Linked DNA regions of Mus musculus: all the other regions are linked to region 1. A link is a contact called in public Hi-C data. All regions are on one chromosome and are shown on one strand. The core of a region is the stretch at or near the end of the contact, and the rest is flanking DNA. Distances in the headings are between cores, read along the strand shown.

Evidence for each region. Hi-C and Micro-C count contacts between places; a contact is called where the count stands out from the background.
Region 2: a Hi-C map of uterus shows a contact between it and region 1, with 5 times the contacts expected there. The contact joins two enhancer-like sites. A contact is called at or near these places in 2 of 484 Hi-C or Micro-C datasets (both in uterus).
Region 3: a contact with region 1 is called in a Hi-C map of uterus. The contact joins two enhancer-like sites. A contact is called at or near these places in 2 of 484 Hi-C or Micro-C datasets (both in uterus) and 2 of 115 datasets of contacts at active chromatin or transcription factors (astrocytes and embryonic basal ganglia).

The regions. Positions count from the first base shown.
Region 1 is chr1:169,159,480-169,162,692 of GRCm38.p6, forward strand. The region is part of intron 2 of Gm39697 (a long non-coding RNA gene); the gene reads right to left. Among named protein-coding and RNA genes, the nearest start is that of Gm39697, 12 kb to the right of the region's middle. Within about 2 kb of position 1,547, at least 10 of the 459 cell types and tissues checked have an H3K27ac peak or open chromatin away from gene starts, as enhancers often do. A contact at or near this core is called in uterus, where this site is marked.
Region 2 is chr1:168,179,695-168,182,907 of GRCm38.p6, forward strand. All of the region lies in intron 8 of Pbx1 (pre B cell leukemia homeobox 1), which reads right to left. Among named protein-coding and RNA genes, the nearest start is that of Gm51671, 160 kb to the right of the region's middle. Within about 2 kb of position 1,632, at least 33 of the 459 cell types and tissues checked have an H3K27ac peak or open chromatin away from gene starts, as enhancers often do. A contact at or near this core is called in uterus, where this site is marked.
Region 3 is chr1:168,242,474-168,245,686 of GRCm38.p6, forward strand. All of the region lies in intron 2 of Pbx1 (pre B cell leukemia homeobox 1), which reads right to left. Among named protein-coding and RNA genes, the nearest start is that of Gm51671, 100 kb to the right of the region's middle. Within about 2 kb of position 1,453, at least 19 of the 459 cell types and tissues checked have an H3K27ac peak or open chromatin away from gene starts, as enhancers often do. A contact at or near this core is called in uterus, where this site is marked.

The sequences.
Region 1 (3,213 bases), core at 297-2,796:
AAATTTCACACAGGTATCCGAATGAATTTGTCAGGAATGTAAATTTGCTCCTGCTATTTTCCTATTCAGAGTTGCCTAGGAGAGTGCTGGGTCATCCTGGGGACCTTAGCATGGCAGCCGGACTGTGCTCCAGCTGAGAGACACTGCCATGGTCACTGTTCCTGAGCTCTTTCATGACTTACCACTCGGCATCCACACATATTTATCCCAGCCATTCCAACTCCCTTATGCTGTGTCTCTTTCCTCTTATTCTTTCTCCTCTGGAACCTTTTGTTCCTTGGACCAGGATTAAGATATCCAGAGTGCCTAATCATGGGCTACAGCAAAAATAGTATTATGTGAAATTCTGGATTTAAAAATACTGGAAAAATAAAACAAGTGCCACATTGTGTTGAGTTTCCTCAGGGATGGCTCCTTCCCTTCCCCCCTGCTTCATGTCAAACCCTCAAAGGAAGTTTTATGACATCTGGGGTGTGTTATAGCTGGGTCAAATGGTAACAGAAGAATTCTTGGTAGATTTCCAAATGCTGTGTGGATGGGACCTGGAAAATCACAACTTGCCATCACTTATGTCTTAGCCATTTTCCTGGTAATAGACCCACACATTTCCCCCACCCTGCATCACCCCCAAGACCACCTTTCAACTCATTAGAGAAAGAAGGGAAGATACTGCCCATGTGTGAATCCTGTCCTGACAATGCAATTGCTTGCCTCCAAGTAGAGCTTGTTTTTTTGTTTTTTTGTGGGTTTTTTTTTGTATGTGTGTGTGTGCATGTGTGTGTGGTTTTTTTTTTCTCCCCAAGCAATTACTTAAATGGTGTTTTGGCCCCTTTTTCTCTGAAGCAGGACATAACCTTTATTGACATTGTGGCTGCTGCCACATCTGTTAAGCTGACAGAAAGAAGGAGCTGGCCAATCCTTATGATGGATTCGGTGTTGTCAAGCCTTCAGCACAATTTGTCATGGGGCAAAAGGAAGCCTGTTGCCAATGGAAGGTTCCTCAATCCTCCCTAGGAGGAGGACCACACAATCCTCCCTAGGAGGAGGACCACACAATCCTCCCTAGGAGGAGGACCACACAATCCTCCCTAGGAGGAGGGCCACATTTCTTTTTTTTTCCTATCATGAGCATCTTTGTGTCAGCTCTGGAGTGAGACACAGAGAAGTTCGAGCCCAACTCATAAAGGGCCTGTCAGCCATTGCTTGAAAGACTTACAAGCAACTCCCCACATTCTAATAAGAAAAACATATCTGGAATCAGACCCTTGATTCTCAATCACACAGATGAACTTTTTAAAAGCAAGAAAAAAAAATAAGAAAGAACCTTGGTAAGAGCAAGGAATAGAAAAAGCTATGGATGGAAACACACATAAATCTGAGGATAATGTGTCACGAGGCTTGCCCTGGAAAGCAGTTCACTCTGTGCATTTTGTGGACTAAGTTGTATCTACACCCACAGTCAAGGTTCTCTCCCACTCAGTACAGAGAACTTTGTGATTTAGCAATCTTAAGCAGGCTTGGCATTCAAAGAGAGGCTGTAGTTACAGACCATACTAAGCCGAGGTCCTCTGGAGGCAATAAATACCGAGGCGATGCTATCTCGTGGGCTTGGGGTATGTCATTCCCTTGAAAGTCAAGGAGACAGCTGATTTAGTGTTTCCAGTTAGGTCACAGAAAAGTCAGTGGCGGCTGCTTCCAGCTGAGTTCAGAGTCTGAATATTTATGGTATCAATCTGAAATCCAGATAACCACAAATAATATAAATCCATTAACTCCTCTACAAGCAAAGCTTTTTGGCTGTTAATGCCTTGATTGCTAAGTTACTTCAGGATCTCTCTCTCTCTCTCTCTCTCTCTCTCTCTCTCTCTCTCTCTCTCTCTCTCTGTGTGTGTGTGTGTGTGTGTGTGTGTGTGTGTGTGTGTGTGTGTGTGTGTGTGTGCGGATGTGTGTGGATGTGTATCCTTAATTTCTTAATTTCTCTGCTCACTTTGTGAACCTGTGTCAGGCTTCTCTAATATGCTTAAGGCAGCTTCCCAGGACAATGAGTCTGGAGCAGCAATGCTGGAAGTGGCCATCCCCTTACTGTTGAAAGACTGCTTCTGACAGTCCATCAGAGGTCCCCAGTGTTGATATTTAGAGTTTCTACCATTTACACAGAGAACGTGGTTTACTCACTCATTACACATGAAGTCCCCTGATTTATGTGCTTTTTCTACAGTGATGAATTGCTCATCACATAATAATCATATCTCATCCATTCTCAGACACTCTAGGAAGCAGACAGTTGGCATGTCCAGTGATTTGACAAAAAACAAACAAAACAAAACAAAACCAGAAAACAGAAACCATGATATTTGTATGATAGGTGGCACTCTGCTCATGAGATTTTGTGTGAGCTTTACAAAGGCTCTATGAGGTAGGTAAGTTTTTGAATGAGCAAAGATGAGATTTCACAGACATAGTAAAAGGGACTTGAACATTTTAACCAGAGAAGCTTGCATAGGGCAAACCAAGGCACCCATGCTTGGCAGCCCTCAGTCTAGGATTGACAGTCTTAACTCTAGAACAACTTCAGTCTGGCCTCCTTAGAAGATTGTGCCAGAGAGAGCAAGGTAAAACCATGACAATACCTGTTCCTTCAAAATGTGCCAAAGCAAAGGACCAAGAAGATCAAGCACAAGCCATCACATCACCATACCCCAAAACACACTACAAAGCTCCAGTAACTCAAACAGCAGAGCAGCTACAGAGTCTGATACACAGACCAACTGAAAGGGATAGGATGCTCAAGAGGAATCTGTGTATTCATAGCCAACTAACTCAACAGAAGTGCTAGAGATACGCATTGGAAAACAATGCCCTGTTCAGCAAAAGGTGCTGGAAAGACTCGGCATCCTACTCAGAAGATGGAAATTCAGTCCATTCAAACTGGATCACAGACCCAAATATAAGACCTGGAACTCAAAACCGTAGAAGAAAAATAAAAAAGGAAAACAAACAAGCATACATACACAGAGGGGACACAGTTCATATTAGCACAGGTGATGAGTTTTAGATAAGACATCAAAAGTACAAAAAAATTAAAAATGGGTTTATAATAACTAAGAATTTTCTTCTGCTCTGCGGAAGAAATGATCAACAAACTGAGGACAAGCTACAGAAGGATTTGAAAACATTCCAGCTGTTCATCTGATAAAGAGGTAGTATCCATAA
Region 2 (3,213 bases), core at 382-2,881, 980 kb before region 1:
GATGAGGCTCAGCAATGTCCCACGTAGGAATGGCGTAGGGAAGGTAGTGTGGGAATGAAGGGACGCCCATGTGGGTGACAGAGAGAAGGGGTTAGAGGGACAACTGAGGCCACTGAGAAGCACTGTCTTCAGGGGCACCAGGCATTCACGTGGAGCACGGACATAGGAGGGGAGGATTAAAGATGTAACCAATTAAAGGTCACTGGATTTGGAAGCCAGAGTTTAAGGACGGGTAGGCTGGACCAACAGATATGCAAACTCTTGTATGTGGCCTCAGAGTTCGGGCTGCTTAGGCAGGGAATCAAGACTGCTAATGATTTCCCAGCAAAGAATGGCACCGGAGGGCTTCTGTGGGGATTTGCAAGAGAGGAGACGAACAGAAGACAGCAGCAGCGGGAGCCTGGTGCAGAGCCCTACTTAATGAATGACTTCCAGAATCAGGACGGTGGCAGGGGCGAAGGAAAGAAAGACTCTCGTAGTTTGGCCTTCTTCAAGAATGTCTAACTGGCAGAGAAATGAAATATTCTCCCTGAGCTAGTTAGAATCTCTCTATGTGTATTAAGAATTGTCTGTGGTCATATGAAAACACAAAATGTTTGAAGAAGTGACGTTTACCATTCATGGTGGGTAACAGGGGGGTCTTGAGGTCTTGTGTAATTCTGAGTCCATTTCAAATCCATGTCTTTGCATCAGAACAGTGCCCTATCCTACCCTCAATAAGAAATACTCAGTGAAAACTGTTCATAAAGAGGAGAAAAAAAAAGATCAAACTAGAAAATTAACACTTGAAGCACTTCACACATATTCATGTGAAATAACATACGCTGAGCCCATCCTTTTTCTACTTGTCTCCTCATTTCCCCCAAAGCATGCCTGGGATTACTGAGACAGGCCGTCATCTCTCTAGCATCCCATCATAGGACCCTACCTCCAGAACTTTATAATCCCATTGCTCTGAGCTCAGCTCAAGGCCAGCGGTCCACACTTTACACGACTTAAAAATAGACAGCAGCTGGATAAGACATGGGCGCTGTGGAAACCCAGCCAGGAAGCGGCTGCATCGTGCCCAGAAAATGTCCTCCATCAAATGAGAGACTACCCAGACCCCAGCTGGGAGTTCCATTGCTGCTTTGGGTGTAGGGATTGTTTATTTTTGCTTTTTGGCTCAGATCTTTCATTCCTGTCCCTGTCTCCTCTTGAGTCTCCTCCCTTTTTCTCTTTCTCTATCTTGGCAGTTAGAAGCCTACTCTGTGTATGCCTAGGCCTTAGCTTCTAATACCACCATCTAAAAATACATCTTGCCACAACATGCTTCGTCTCCTGTAGGTGGGCCATTTAAAAATTGACACCGAAGCAACGTACCATAGGACCACTGTCCTTTGATGCACTCAGCCTGTATATTAAAGACTCAGAAATGAAGTTATTACAATTTACAGGAAAAAAAATGAATTCACATGAGTGGCTCAAATGGTGTTTCTAGTCCCCTTTTTTTGTGGGGGGTGCTGAGGTTATGTAATCAGACATAATTGTCTGCACATGTTTGTTACACTATCTCAGAAATGATTTCCAGCCCACCAGATGCAGAAGGGTCAATACTGGAAGACGCCCCCATCAAGCACTGCTTACTATAGTACTGCAGTTAGGGATTAAAAATATGCCAAATAAGAAACTGTCAGGCCCACTTTGTACTGACTCATAAAGACTTCCTTCAGGTTTTTTTTTTCCAGACACCTATATTTTTGTTCCCACTTCTTATACATTCTTCATATTCTTCTCTTTCATTTAATGCACAAAATCATTTCTGGAGAAGCCTAGTATCTCAGAAACGCTCAGCCATACCCAGATGCAAGTGCAGTTAATTCCCTAGCCAGCCGGCTTCTTCCTTTACTGGGACTCTTTGAGAGGGCCTTGTGCTCTCCTGAGCAGGGTGCCCAGCGTGCCAACACTAATACACTAATAACAACGATGAGTGTGATCATAGGCACAGTATGGAGAGAATCCTCTCTCTGGACCTTTCTAGAAAAATGGCATGACTGTTGTAAGTATGTTCAACAAGACAGGCTGACCTTGCCTTCCTTCGCAAAGACAGATCGGTAGTTAAGATATGAACTCAGGCGAGATTCTGCCTGAAAATAGGAGAGAGAGAATTCTTAACTGTAAGTAGCAATAGATGTCACCCCCCCAAAAAACTCCTACCTAGTGACTGACTTACTTTAACCGTGTCCTTACCAAGATACTAGCCAAGCCATGTATGAGGCTCTCTAATGACGTGAAACCTTCAGTTTTAGAGTGGGACCAGAAGTCCACTTCTCTGATGCTTCTACTCACTGAACAAATCCTGTCCTATTGAGACTGCTCCTGATGAAGCTGATTCCTCTCTGTGAGGGCCAAATCAAAGCTGTTACGTATCACCTACTCTTTCTCTTTTACGGGATAAGAATTCTTCTTTATGGGTGTGTGCAGTTTGTGTATGTGCTGGTGTGGGATGCGCATGTTGGTATGTATACAAGTATCTGTGTCTGGAGAGGCCAAAGGTTAAAGTCCGGTACCTTCCTCCATTGCTTTGCCCTTCGTTTCTTAAGACTAAGTCTCTCTCACTGGCTAAAGAGCTTTAGGGGCCTCCTCCCTGACTCTGCTTCCCCAGGGATGGGTTTACGGATGTGTGGCCAGATGACGTTTTACACGGGCACTATGGATACAACCATAGATGTTCTTGCTCATATAGCAGGCACTTTCCTGATGGAGCCATGAGTCCTACCTTCCTCATTTCTAAAATAATTATTCTTCATCTGATGAGATAGTTGTTCTTCTCTTGAATCCTTCCAGATCTGTCATAATTGGGTAGGACAAGACTCAATGTGGAGTTGAAGGGGCCACCTCCCACATCCTTGCAGACATTGTGCTTCAATTAGAATAGACTGAGGTCTCATTATTAAATCATGATTATATTGCCTTCCTTCTACTCCCTAACTTATTTTAACAATACCAACAGCAACAAACAATAGCATGGCTCTCCATCAACCAAATGAAGCTCCGCTTTCTTCAGCCATGCCAAGCCGGTCATCCTACCAGAGTCTCCTATGACCCCTAAAAGCCTGGAAAACACCCCTGAACTAAAGGACAACCTCCTTTTCCAGGCTTCCCTCATGTCCCAGCTTGCTGTCATCGCCACTGAGATAGCAGACGGCTGATCTGAGAAATCAAGTTGGATTG
Region 3 (3,213 bases), core at 203-2,702, 920 kb before region 1:
GCTTGGCATGGACCATCTTAGGTGTGGTTTTTGCTAGATGGTTCTGGTATTTGGGCTCAGCCAAATCAAGCTATAACTGGTGGCCTGCATAATGGTTTCCTCTGTCACCATCCTCTCCCCTGTGAAGTTACACGGCAAGTTACACTGAACTGATGCTCTCTATGAAAATTAATGTATTGTGGTATGAAAAACATTAAACAAAAGCCTATAAGCCACATGGGTTGTTTTTTTTTTGTTGTTGTTGTTGGTTTTTTTTTTTTATGCATATAGTCAATTACTCAGAATGGAGAGACTGGGCCTGCCGTCGCTTTCACATCCAGTGTACATTATCCTAGCTGCTGCTGAGCAGAGGTTTTAGCTGCTCCGCTTTAAAACTTTACTTTCTCTTCACTTGCATTAGGCCTGGCCCTGACTGAGTACCTACTGTATGCTAGGTACAGTGCCCAGAGAACACAGTAGGTACTTAATATATTCCTATAGGATTGACTGCCTACAAAAGATCTTCGTTTCAAGCTTCCTGCTTACTGGTATTAAGGGGTAGGGACATAATCTACTACCACACTTTAGAAGGCACTGTCTAATTATGTATTAGAACTCCCTTGACTGTCATGCATAGTCCCTTGACTGGCCAAGTATAGAAGTTCCAGCAAGGCTGTGGTATATCGATAGAGAAAAAAGGCAGGCAGTATGAGCAAGCAGGCTTCCATGCAACCACTAGCACCAGCAATCACCTTCCTCCCAGCCTGTGCCAGGGACAATTAAGCAGGGACCTTGCATCATCTCTCCTATGGCCTCCTCTCTCGGCAGAGCCAGAATCAATCCCTGGCATCAGGTCACATAGGAAACCTGCCTGTCCAGAGCCCGCCTGCAGCTCAGGATGTCAGTTCCCACGAAGCCACACTGCAGTCGCTCAGAGTGGGAGTTTTATTAGCCATAAGCTGTGACACCATGCATTGATATATTTAAGCAATAATGAACAAGGAAAACGGCGGTTGTCTGAAGCGGCCACCGAAGTGGTAAAAATAACCAACAGCGTTTTGTGAACGCAAGGCTCCAACTCACAGATCAGAGACTCGTCGAGGGAAGAAAATGATGAAGGTTTGAGATGGTAAAATCAGAGGACTCAAGAAAAACTGTTGTAAGATGTACAGTGCCATGCGACCAGGAGCTGGAGATGGTCAAGGATGTTCAGGGACCACTGGAAGGTTTGGAGAACACTCGTCTGTAAGTGAAAATTCAGATACTTTCCATTGTTCTGCCTCCCCTGAAGTCTAATTATCTCCAAAGCCATGGCCTACAGCGTTCAATCACAACAGTAAAAATGTTTTAGTGAGAAACACTAAAAAAAGCTCCGAATATTTACTGGATCCTATCAGATTGGAAGGTTCACCATGGGCAGCCCACAGAGAAGCTAACTATGGCCTTGCGTTGCAGCGTGAATCAGCCTGGTGCTTGACAAAGCCCAGCAAGTCTTCCCGGGTCAACGCAACCTAGTGTGGTCACCCTAATGGAAATGTGCTGGGTTATGGAATACGAAGAGCATGACTTAGAGGTTACAAAAACAAGGCTTCAATGAGCTTGGCAAACGCCTCTCACGAAACCTTTCTCTCCCCCTCAACACTCAATCGACAACAGGTGGGGCATGCTGACTTCACTGGCCAAGCACGCTAAACGGTAATATAGTTTCTATGATTAAAAGGGCCGGTAAGATAACAGCAGATTTTCAAAGTTCAAAGGTGACTTCGGGGTGGCTGGCTGCTGTTTATCTTCTTTTGATCAGCCCTTTGAGTATTCCTAATTTGGTCAAACTTTAGTCGTTAATTAAAAATATGAATCTTCAGTGAATAAGTTCAGGCTTCGATATTGGGGCTCAAACATTATCTTCCGAAAGGCTTTTTACTTCAAAACTTTCCCATCGTGAGAACTGTGTGAAAATTACAGCATTTCCTGGCTTTTCTTCTCTATCCTTTGTGAACTTGACCTTTTAAAGTCTTGGCCATCCCATCAACATCATGGTACATACCTTCTACCATGTTCTGTGTTCCTGAACCAATATATCTTATATATATTCCTCTACCAAACTCTTAGTTCGGGGGGGCGTGGGGCGTGGGGGGCAGTGGACTCTGCCATCTTAGACAGGATCCTAGAAAGAATTGTTCGCCTTGACTGCTAAGTAATCCTCTACACCCTGAGCTTCAAATTACCTACACTTCGCACTGTGGCACTGTGTAGCAGAGCTAAGATAGTTGAACACATCAATAAGTTCTGGCATATAATATCAAAGCTCGATTCTCACTGAGACGGTCGTTACCCAGATTTAAACACTGACGTTTGGATCATATGACTTTCACGTTGCTGTTGACTGTGTTAGAAACTCTCTCAATCCCACAGTGCATCCTTTTGGTTTACATATCAAAAGCCTAAACGCAGATGTATCTTTGTACACAGAATCATAATGTATGTTACCCACATTTCCGTCCTCCATTTCCCCTTAAGCCTTGAACTTAGTGAGCCAAGAAATACACCAGGAATTATCCAATCTGTTTCCCTCTCGTGAGTCAAATCTACAGCAGTGATTTTCCCACTACATAAACTCCTATCTTGAACTATACAATTGATGTCATGCACTACCATAACCCTGTAGGTGACATTAGGCTATCTTGAGATCTTGAAGCCAAGTGCATCTTTTTAAAAATCGCAGCAGAGAGCAAGAAACTGCAAGTTAGAGCATATGTGCACAGCCTCTCTAGACACAAACCTGTAAATTATCTCTCAGAAAAGAAAAAAAGAAAGAAAGAAAGAAAGAAAGAAAGAAAGAAAGAAAGAAAGAAAGAAAGAAAGAAAGAAAGAAAGAAAACTTACAATTTTTAACATGTTTTGCGGTGCTCAAATTAAAATGAGCTTTTCCTTAACAGAAAAATTAAGCTTCTATCTCAGGCCGCTATTTTCCATAAGATTACAAAGGGAGAAAAAAAATCTAGAAAAGTCTTTTGTAGGAAAGACTTGGGGTTCATAGGACAATGTGCGTGCGGAGGGACAGCAGACCAGGTTTTGTGATCAGCCATCCCTGTGCACTGCCATTCATATGATATGACAATGATGGCTTACATCAAAAGCCACAGTGCAAATAATCCCCTTCTCCATGCCATCCACAGCAAAAGCCAGCCCCTAAAACCAGGGGCAGTGTGCCAGCATACACGCTCCTTAGATGCC